Linked DNA regions of Mus musculus: regions 2 and 3 are each linked to region 1. Evidence: chromatin contacts called from public Hi-C and HiChIP or PLAC-seq data. All regions are on one chromosome and are shown on one strand. The core of a region is the stretch at or near the end of the contact, and the rest is flanking DNA. Distances in the headings are between cores, read along the strand shown. Region 1 overlaps Ikzf2 (IKAROS family zinc finger 2). Region 2 has its middle 28 kb from the start of Gm29822. Region 3 holds the start of Ikzf2 (IKAROS family zinc finger 2).

Region 1 (3,250 bases), core at 466-2,965:
TTCCCTTCCTCTCTCCCTGTCCTCTTATCTGCTCCTCACTTTCTGTTAGTGGTATGAGTGAAGGTTTTTATCACTCTGGCTGCCTTCACCTCCATGTCTGACACAGTTTCTTTTCCTAGCCTCTGTTTTCCAAAACTTGTTTGTTGCCCACATTGGCTCTTCCTGGGGAGAGGGTAAAGGAGGCAGGTATTCTCCACTTCAACCAGAAAAGACGATCAAAGACTTGCGATGGAACTTTCTGAAAATAGAGAGGCAAAAGATCACACCTTATATACCAATATTATAGTAGTGCACAATCCATGTTAGAAATAACAACATGAACAGAAGCAAGCTTTGTAGTGATGGTGTCTGTGAAGTTCTCTAGCAGACACTTAGTTGATGGGGAAGTTGAGGGAAGCTTCAATCATGCAGAGTGTGAGACCTGAGGATGAGAGGTGAGAGGTGAGAGGAAGCCTATATCTCCGACAGCTAACTGACTGTATATTCCACACATATATTCCATAGAGAAGAGTCTGAGGAGTATCAAAGATCATTAGCAAACACTTAAGTTAAATAAAGGAGTGAGAGGTGGAAGGCTGCAGCCGGGAGGCAAAACCACTGTACGCTGCTCTAGTCTGTGACTGTCATGGTTCAATCGATAAGGAGTTGCTGGGTGATAAAAGTCAGTGTCACCAATGTCGAGTAAGGTTTGATGTCTGCCCGGGGGCAGAAGATAGTATGGGCAGAGACTGGCCACATACTATGCCAATGAGAGGATGACAAGACACTATCAGGCCAAGGCAGTAGGGCAAAACACTGCAGGCACCTTCAGGAAGGAAAGTGAACTCTGTTCTTAGGATTTAAAAATTTGATGGTATATTCGGATAAAAGAAGCAGTCTTGGGAATACTTTCATGGATCTGCCTTTATGGCCTGTTTATCCATGTGGCATATGACATGAAAGCAGAAGTACACTCTTATCCTCGGTGTTCAAACTGAGTCAAAGCACAGTCTGAGTTATGGACTGCGCAAACAAGTGAAGCTATTGCCAGAAGTACATACGCCTTTGGTCTAGATGAATGTCTTATCATGTGATTGATAAAATGAAACACAAAATATCTAGAAATGAGTTTTGCATTGTAAACAGTATAGGTCCCAAAATATTGTGTTATGTTGCATCCCCATTTATAAAAGCAAAAATGTCAGATTATATGATTAAGGAAAAACATGACAGGTCTTTTCCCTATGAGCTTACAAGGCTGTTAAGCTGCCTTATAAGATGTCAGTGTTGAAAATATATATATATATACAAAAATTATAACAAGGCCAAGGCATTCCATAAATCCAAACATCCCAGTATTAGCATTCTATAATGGCTAGTGATGCACAGAAAAAATTACTGCAGATCTCTACATCTTTGATTCCCTGCCTGTAAAATGAAGAACACCTGTTTCCTGAGACACATGGAAAGTATTACATAGATTATTTAATGTAAAGCCTTGAAAAAGTACTTACTATCAAGTTTCTGTCCGTTATTATTATTGCCAGTGTGGCAGAAAGTTTGTCTTTTGGTCTGAGGAGCTGTTGTGAAGTAGAACATAGACCAAACTCAGTCATAATCATTTTCAGTTCACATGAGCTTCATTGAACTTGAGACAAGCCATCTGAGTTGAGGTGGATGTGGTGGGGGACGGTCCCCACCCAGGTTTCATTCTGACTGTTAAGAGTATGCAGATATGAAAATCCAGTGTAATACCTAAAGCAAAGTTGCCATGCTTCAGGACTACTCATCTCAGAACTGATTAGCATAGTCAATTTGGGGGGCAAACCCCATCCGCTAGTCTTGCTGCCCTTTCGGCAAATTTTTACAATTTTTTTTCCTGCCATTATTTTTCACAGGTTCACTTTGAACTTTCGTAGGTTGTTTTTTGGGGGGCTTTTTTGTAACATACTCTTAGTATATAGCCCAAGCTAACCTACAACTTATAACAATTCTCCTGCCTCAGCTTCCCAAGTGCTGCAGGTATAGGCATGACATACAATGTCCAGCGAGGAGTTATTTTAATAAGTGCTTGTGGATTTACTACTGAAAACACACATGACCATGTTGGCTATTATCTGCCTCCCACTGCCTGTTTGCTCACCATATCAACTCCACCATTTCATCCTCCTGCCTCCTGGCCTCCTTAGATGAGTTCTGGGGTTACCTTGGCATTATTTTTTAATATTTTGCTTCAAAATTATTTTGATTTTCTTCTGTTATGTTACAGTTGTGAAAAGATGATATAGAATGCCTTATATAATGCTTTGGGAGGAATTTTCCTCTCAATAATATCATAAATTGTATCAATCTAGAAAAAGGACCGTATTACTAGATCTCACCTTGATTTTTCTTTTCTAAACTGACATCCAGCTGTTAGAGAATTTCTTATTATTCAGAGCCCGAGGGTATCTTATTAAATGTAGGTCAAACATTAACTTCTTCTGGTCAAGCCACTAGATTACCCAAGCGTTTACTATTGATTTAGTTATTTTAAAAATGGCTGAATAAAGAAACGTTTTGATGAATTTTCTTATTTCAGCATCAGCAACGTGTATTGCTGTACAGGTACTCCATGTATTGGTACTTGGTAGGTTATGTTCATCACCAGCATCCCCTTGTAGGCTAGAATGCATTGGGTTTCGCACAGTAGGTCTGTCCTCAACAAACAAAAGGATCTAGGAGAATCACTTTACTGTGCTGAATAAGGAAAGAGCACCTAAGAGATGGACCCATCAGTCTTCACTATGAGAACTAATGTAAACGCCTCATCTGATCTATGTGAGATGTTGCCCTGTCCTTAGTTAAATATCCTGGATCTGGATTCTTCCTCAAAAGCATCTTTTATGAGTCACTTGTCTACTGTAGCAATGTCAACACTGAAGCCAACAGCAGTGGAGGCAGCCAGGATTCGTGAAGTCCATCAACTGAATTAGGGCAGTAGTTCAGAAGCCAAAGGGCCAGTTTGAAAATGGATTGCTTTATCCCGCTGTTCTTAGAAATAAATTACAACTTTAGAGCATCTACAGTTTACTATGCACCGATAAGTGCAGAACCAGACCTCACACATCAGGGCTCCCGGGCAGGTAGTTATGATGCCATTAAGGCTAGGACCTCATCAAGTAGCAAACCCAGCTGCAGGAAAACTCGTAGGGGAAGAGTCATCAAATATCCTGCTGCTCTTAAGCCTTTCTCCAAATCAAGGGGGCATGTATAAGTTATGTTAGAAAAA
Region 2 (3,250 bases), core at 204-2,703, 220 kb before region 1:
ATAAAAATCAGCATGAGTAGGGTAAACTAGAAGTCCTGGAAGATAGAGAAATCTATTTTCCAGAATTTAAAATTCTGGAAAATCTACAGCATTTGAAATGTGTGATAGCTGTAATTATAACCAAACCCATATCCTCTCCTACATCTGTTATTCATATTAAAATCAGAACTCAAAGAGAACGTGGAAAGAAATTTCTATTGTGCATTATAAGCTTCAATTGTGAGATTATGTATTTGCGGACAGGAGCTGGTAGAATGGAGGGACACTCATATCATGAAAAACTGATGATCTCAGACAAAAGGGTCAGTTTCTTGTCTGTTCTTCGACCTTTTAAAAATAATAAACCACCTTCCTAACAAGAGTTTACTCCACAGAAGCATCTTAATATGCTGTGATGACAGATTGCTACTGCCTCAATGGGGGCTCACCCTCTTGAGGAAGAGGTGGGGGACATGAACCACGTACAGTTAACATGTCTGGCTTTAAATACAAGCACAGGTACATTTCAGAAAGTGAATATGTTAATTTTCAAATAAAATTACAAGGAGTGTCATTATAATTGGTGTGGCTGCACAGACATTGTCAGAAAGCAGGGAGGAGGAGCCGGGATCACAAATTGGAGTGTGTATGCTCTGTTAATGTGCATTTTAAATACCTGCCACAAACACAGACCTGTGAAACGGAGACGGTGTCCATTGTTTCTCATCTTTTATGATTTGTGTTCTATTTTCATATTCACTCATGCCTTACCTCCATTGCAAAAAAATAGAAATGAGACCAATTCTAGAATAAATAGAAGACTTTGGAGATGGATCAATGGGTCCTTGGCACACAAGAAAGGACTGGAGGTCAGTTCCCAACACACATGTACTAAAACATTAATAGAGGACGTGGAAAAAACGTGAACGTGCGCTTAACATGAATGCAGGGTAGAGGCCACCAGCTCGCAGGACATTCTATTTGTATTTTCAGCAGCTTGTGACTGTTGTCTTCCATGAGTTGTGCTCATGGCCTAAAGACAAGCCCTTAGTAATGGGAAACAGTAACAAAAGCATTTTTTAAAATGCCCAAATGTTTCAGGCACATAGGATAAGTCCCTGTCCTAGAATTATCTTGCAGTTTTGCCTCTGATGGCATAATTTCTAAAAGAAAGGATCAGATACCTCAGACAGAAGACTGGTCAGCATTGTTTAGAGCTGGAATGCCTCCAACTCATCATCTAAATTTGAAATTAAAAATCGCACCCTTCCAGAAGTTTTATCTTTTTACATCGGAAGCAATATTTCTTTTCTAGCGCCATCCTCATTAGCATGCGTAGGGTAGAGTCTTCACCAGTAACTGAGGCTTTGGGTATTTGGTTTCATTTTCTTGTCCGGTTCCAGACCACACAGGCAGTCTCCTGACATCTTTCAGACGCACTTCCTTCTAACCCAAAGTGAGCGAGCCTTGGTAAAGTCAGCCATAGGGAGGAGCTCCATAGCAACTGCAAAGGGGGCCTCTGCATAGACGCGCAGTTCTAGAGGAATTATGCTTGTTATTCACGGTAATGCAACGGACTCGCAGTAAAATTATCTTCTGCCGCCGGTAGGAGAAATGAGTAATTCAAAGAGCCTGAGGTTGTTTCTTAAGCTCCCCTTGTGCCAATTGAGTTGTATTATTTTGCAACCTTTGCTTCTGTCTTTTGAAAGCAAAGATTCAGAGCCTAAAGTGACACTAACCTTGGTTAGTAAAGTGATTTAAATGACTGTGGTCTTCAAACTGAAAAAATAAAAAGAAAGAGAGCTAGAATAATTTTGTCACTAAATTTTGTAATTTTCCTTTCCACACTTGAAGTAATTTTAGCCCTTTAAGAAAGCCCGCCGAGTTACTATAGAAGACATTGCCAGTACAGGCACTGCAATATCAGTCACCCTTACAGTTCATAGAAAGAAAATCAAATTCTATTTTAGTGAAGTTTTCATAACAGCCTTTTGGTAATAATGTTGAAGAATCATGATATATTTAAGAGATATTAATTCCAGTGATAGTCATTTATCTTTGATGTCAGAGACAGACAAAGGCTTGGGGAATAGAAGATTTACAATGACATATTATAGACTCACTTTCTAGATCTTAGAATTTTTTTTTTATTCTTCCTCTCAAACGACAGATAATGAAGCTTTATCAACTTCCTTTTATTAAAGCTAAAAATATACCCCTTAATAGGATCATAAACATTTAATGAAACTTACAGCTGTATTGAATCTTAAAATTAGGTGAGAATGGCCAGTAGTTCATAGAAAAGTAAATCAGCATAATTCATACAGTATAATTCATATAAGTTTACAACCCTGCTTATTTTAATTCAATACATCCCTGGGTCTGACCTCTCTCCTGACGTCCAGACTCACATTACAAACTTCCAAAATGAACCTGCTATCCAAAAGAGAGTCCATTTTCTTTCTAAGCACGTCTGAGACAGGTAGGTCAGCATAATAAGCTTAAATTTAAGAAGCTGGAAGAGGATGCTAGACACTTTCTCCATTTCTGCCTACTGTTTTCTGAGGATAATGTAAAAATTATTAATATCTCTCAGTCGTAAGTTGGAGTCCCCAGAAAGATGCGAACTCAAGTAAGTGTGGCTTACAGAAGTCCATTGCAGGACAGGGAAAGCAAGGGGACGGTGGCACAACCATCTATGAGCAACCGTAGTCGCTTTGAGGGTAACTTTGGCTCTATCCCAAAGAACAGAACTGACAGTAGGTCTATTCTGCTAGGCAATGTTGGGGACATATGTAAATCCTCTACTCTGTCAGTGGTTTGGTAGAAGTTGACCATGAAGGGTATTAGTCCTTGTGATCCTTCTTACAAAGTGGAACCAGGTGGGTTATAGACACTCCAGAACAATTTTCCAGTAAGGAGACAGAAATTGTAAGAAGGAAGCCTCTGGAAGGAGCCAAGGTGTGCAGAGATGAACACCTTGTGTAGGAGTGAACTGGGCTTCTGCCTAGTCTTCACTCAGGTCAGTTTTTAAAAGTAATGCTTAGACAGGTAACGATTCTTACTCTTTTTCTATTTAATTCCTCTTACACTATTCTTTGTTCCTTCTCCATGCATCTTGAAATTGGCAGAGATCAGTTGCTGGCAGTAAGGTACAACCAGATGTGTCACAGATGCAGTTCCTTATTGGACTATGCTTCACACCTTAATCAAATGTGGTGTACTCTTCTGGGCAGTTCAGAATTCTAATAGCTTACTGTAACATCTTCAT
Region 3 (3,250 bases), core at 218-2,717, 140 kb before region 1:
ACGGACCCGGGCGCTCGCTGACGACCCCCCCCCCAACCCCCTCCGCGCGCGCGCGGCCGCCACCGCCGCCGCCGCTGCCCGCCCTCCGCCCGCGGGCGTCTGCGCGAGCCCGGCCGGCGGGGGAGATGTGCTCGGGCTCCGCCGGATCGGTTTCTCGGGGTTTGACCAGCTGTCCCGGGCTAACCCTGCTCCTCGCTGAAGATGGAGGAAGTAAAAACAGGATTACCCTTAGCTACAGATCCACTGCCTTAGTTTCCACCACCAACTGCAGTGCACAAACACACGTTAGGCACAGGAAAGAAAGAAAGAGAGAGAGGGAGAGGACACACTAACAGTAAACACAAACAAAAGGGTGATGGGATTATTTTACTGCATGCACTGCTGAGGTAAATCTCCGCTTGGCTTTTTGCGTGGGGAAGAACAGCTCTTGTTTTATTTGTCTTCTGATTCATAGATTATCTATCAATTTGTGTATGGTTTGCAAAGGGGTTGGGGAGGGGGAGTGTTTTCAAAGTTAAGTGTAATGATATGGAATCTTGTTTAACAGTGTGGTGTGATCGAATGACTTGTTGCTGTTAACCAGGGATAATAATAATATAGACGCTTTTCTTTGGGGAGGGATGGGTTGTGGCTCTGATTAGGGAAATGATCTCTGTTAAGGACGCTCAGGGAATTTCGTTGAAGATGATGTCCTTTGCCTTAATGTATCGTCCCCTCCTTGTAATCTGCTTCTGGGATGTTAATGGACTAATCAGTTCTCATCTTTATAGCTGTCATGGATTTGGACTTGTTTTTGCTTTGTTTTAACTTGAATTCCAAGAAGAAAGATTGGATAACCTGGCATAGATTGCAGCTGTCTGGATAGAGGCTATTATACTGTTGAGATTGAAAACAAAACAAAACAAAAATAATAATAAAAATCTGGTGTGACACATGTATAACAGCAACAGTTAAATCGCTTTGACAGGTTCTGGTATGGACGAAGGAGATGGAATGAAGATTTAATTTCTTTTTCTTTTTCTTTTTTTCCTATTTTGCCAGAGGCCACAAAACAGTCCTGTGAAGTTGGCCTAGGTTCCTTGCTGGGTTCTGCCTGACTGTCCCTCCCCTCGTACCCCCCCTCCCCTTTTTCTTTCAGTTTTCTTGTCTTAGCTTTTGGTCGATTCTTAAGGAACCGGTGGATCAAGTTTTTTCTCTTCTCGTTAATCGCATTGCTGTAGCACTGACCTCTCTCTCTTTCTCTCCCTCCCTCCCTGTCTTTTTTTTTTTTTTTTTTTTTTTCCTCTTTCCTGAAAGTACGTGGTGCCATTCCTGAGTGACTTTTCCTACTAGACCATCCCAAAGGGACGAGGGGGCGGGGGCGGGGGAGGAGGAGGACGAGGAGGAGGAGAAGGAGGAGGAGGAGGAGGAGGTTGGGGGGGAGTGTTCCTTCTCTCTCATTTCTTGGTTTTGTTTATCAGCCGATCTGTTTGCTGGATTCGGTCTTGGAATGACCCACCTGTAAAGTGCTTTCCCTCCTCCTCGGCTTCAACTCTGCAGGGGGCTTTGCCTGGAGGGGGCAGGGAGGGAAGGGGGGGGGGACACAAAAAACTTCTTTCTTTCTTTCTTTCTTTCTCCGTTTCTCTTCAGCCCGACATTGTCACCTCCTCCTTGAGGGGTTAGAAGAAGCTGGGAGCTCCCGACAGAGCTGGAAATGGTGATGACTGTTTTTTAATCAGAGGACAATTTCTTTTGTATGTACATTTTGTTTCTCTTTCTCCTTTTTCTTCCTTTTTCTTCCTTTTCCTTCACTGAGGGTTTAATAACCCTTTCACTGTTGGCGCAGACTTCTTTTGCTTCTAACTGACGCTTCTTTTTAGTATGTGTGTTAAATGTGTACATTTTTAAAGAGATAGACTCATTTGTAAGCTCTCGGTAGAAACTGCTCCCCTTTAAAACTTTCCGGGTCCCTTTCTTTCAAACCTTACGTAACCTAATTGAAAGAATTTGATAAGAGTAGAGCAGGTCGGAATTTAACTGCTATGTAGTGACTGGGAATTTGATCTGATTATTCCATAAAGAAAGAAAGAAAAGTTTTTGGGGGGCGGGAGGGGGGTAGGGAGGCTGGTGGTGAAGGGGAGGGGAGGGAGAAGGGAAGTGGTTTTGGAGACAAGAAGTGAAGCTGCCTGTTTTCCAGTAAGTAATGGAGAAATTCCAGGAGCTAGGGCTAAATATACTTGGCGATCAATACAGAAATGGCTCATTGTGAATAATTTAGCTGCTGGTGCTTTGAGAGTTTTGAAACTAAAGGCAAAAAGGACCTGGGCCAAAGGGGGGAAAAATAAGTAAAAATCTTTTTCAGGACTTGTCAATTCTGTAACTTTTTCCCTCAAAGAATACAGTTAGATTATCGATCTTCTTATGATGTGAATCAAAGCTAGGGGGTGTTGTCTCATGCAATTTACTTTTGTTTCTGGGGATACAAAAGTATTTGTGTTATTGATGCATGAAAATCATTCCTCACACTTGGGGAGAGGAAAATCCTCCCCTCCCCTCGTGCACAGCCAAAAGTTTCTGACTTGTTGGAACTCCGAATGTCTCAAGTAGGCTTGGCATTGTCTCCGGCCATAGTCTGGCAGGAAATTAGGGTACGTGGAACAGGTGCTCACACAGGATTTGGGGTGGGCTAAAACGTCAGTACAAGCCAGAGTTGGCCAACTGCCGCAAAAGTCTTTGGGATACAGTCTAGTACTAAGTAGTTTTGTTTTGTTTTGTTTTCTTATGTTTTGTTTGTTCTCTGTGCCCCCCCCCCCCCCCCATTAGAACATGATGAACCAACTTGCAACAATTGTGAATAGAGCTGTCTGTATACTAGGGAAGTACTCAAACTGCAGGGCGATTGTGGGAAGTAGTGAGTGGTAAAATACTTAGATAGCAGTTACAGTTGGCAAATTGGAGATTACCCTCTCCTATTTTTTCCCCCAATAAACCGGGTAAATTTTGACGAGAGAGAGTCGTTCTTCTCTTGCTACAGCCCATCTCACAGGACACTTAGCGTCCCTATGTCCCTATCCTATCTCCAGCAGGAATCAGATCATTTGCAGAGAGTTCAATGACTTGCAAATGAGCACGCACAGTACACTGTAGTATGTTTCTCAGGCACAGGTTGCAGGAGCAACATGCACTACCTGCTTGGGGCTTGAAATAAGTGAAGAATTTAATGGCAGATACAGGGAGGAATCCTTGGGTAAAGGTTGCAATCTTTTGTGTT

The links. A called contact is a pair of places that touch in the nucleus more often than the background predicts. HiChIP or PLAC-seq counts read pairs in DNA pulled down with a chosen protein or histone mark.
Region 2: a contact with region 1 is called in an H3K27ac HiChIP or PLAC-seq map of thymic regulatory T cells, with 6 times the contacts expected there. The contact joins two enhancer-like sites. A contact is called at or near these places in 11 of 484 Hi-C or Micro-C datasets (CD4 T cells, CD8 T cells, the G1E-ER4 cell line and 4 more) and 5 of 115 datasets of contacts at active chromatin or transcription factors (memory CD8 T cells, regulatory T cells and thymic regulatory T cells).
Region 3: a Hi-C map of Th1 cells shows a contact between it and region 1, with 2.5 times the contacts expected there. The contact joins the promoter of Ikzf2 here to the enhancer-like site in region 1. A contact is called at or near these places in 5 of 39 promoter capture datasets (the HPC-7 cell line, HPC-7-derived erythroid cells, hematopoietic stem and progenitor cells and 2 more), 1 of 15 datasets of contacts at CTCF or cohesin (CD8 T cells), 15 of 484 Hi-C or Micro-C datasets (CD4 T cells, CD8 T cells, the G1E-ER4 cell line and 7 more), 10 of 115 datasets of contacts at active chromatin or transcription factors (CD8 T cells, the SCID.adh cell line, bone marrow-derived macrophages and 6 more) and 3 of 9 other capture datasets (adipose tissue, liver and pancreatic islet).

Annotation. Positions count from the first base shown.
Region 1 is chr1:69,542,851-69,546,100 of GRCm38.p6, reverse strand. The region is part of intron 6 of Ikzf2 (IKAROS family zinc finger 2); the gene reads left to right. Among named protein-coding and RNA genes, the nearest start is that of Gm28497, 110 kb to the right of the region's middle. Within about 2 kb of position 1,715, at least 17 of the 459 cell types and tissues checked have an H3K27ac peak or open chromatin away from gene starts, as enhancers often do. A contact at or near this core is called in CD8 T cells, the G1E-ER4 cell line, T follicular helper cells and 3 more, where this site is marked.
Region 2 is chr1:69,757,939-69,761,188 of GRCm38.p6, reverse strand. No RefSeq gene overlaps it. Among named protein-coding and RNA genes, the nearest start is that of Gm29822, 28 kb to the left of the region's middle. Within about 2 kb of position 1,453, at least 61 of the 459 cell types and tissues checked have an H3K27ac peak or open chromatin away from gene starts, as enhancers often do. A contact at or near this core is called in CD8 T cells, regulatory T cells and thymic regulatory T cells, where this site is marked.
Region 3 is chr1:69,684,177-69,687,426 of GRCm38.p6, reverse strand. It overlaps Ikzf2 (IKAROS family zinc finger 2), which reads left to right and starts at 1,467. Exons shown (of 8, transcript NM_011770.4): 1 at 1,467-1,733.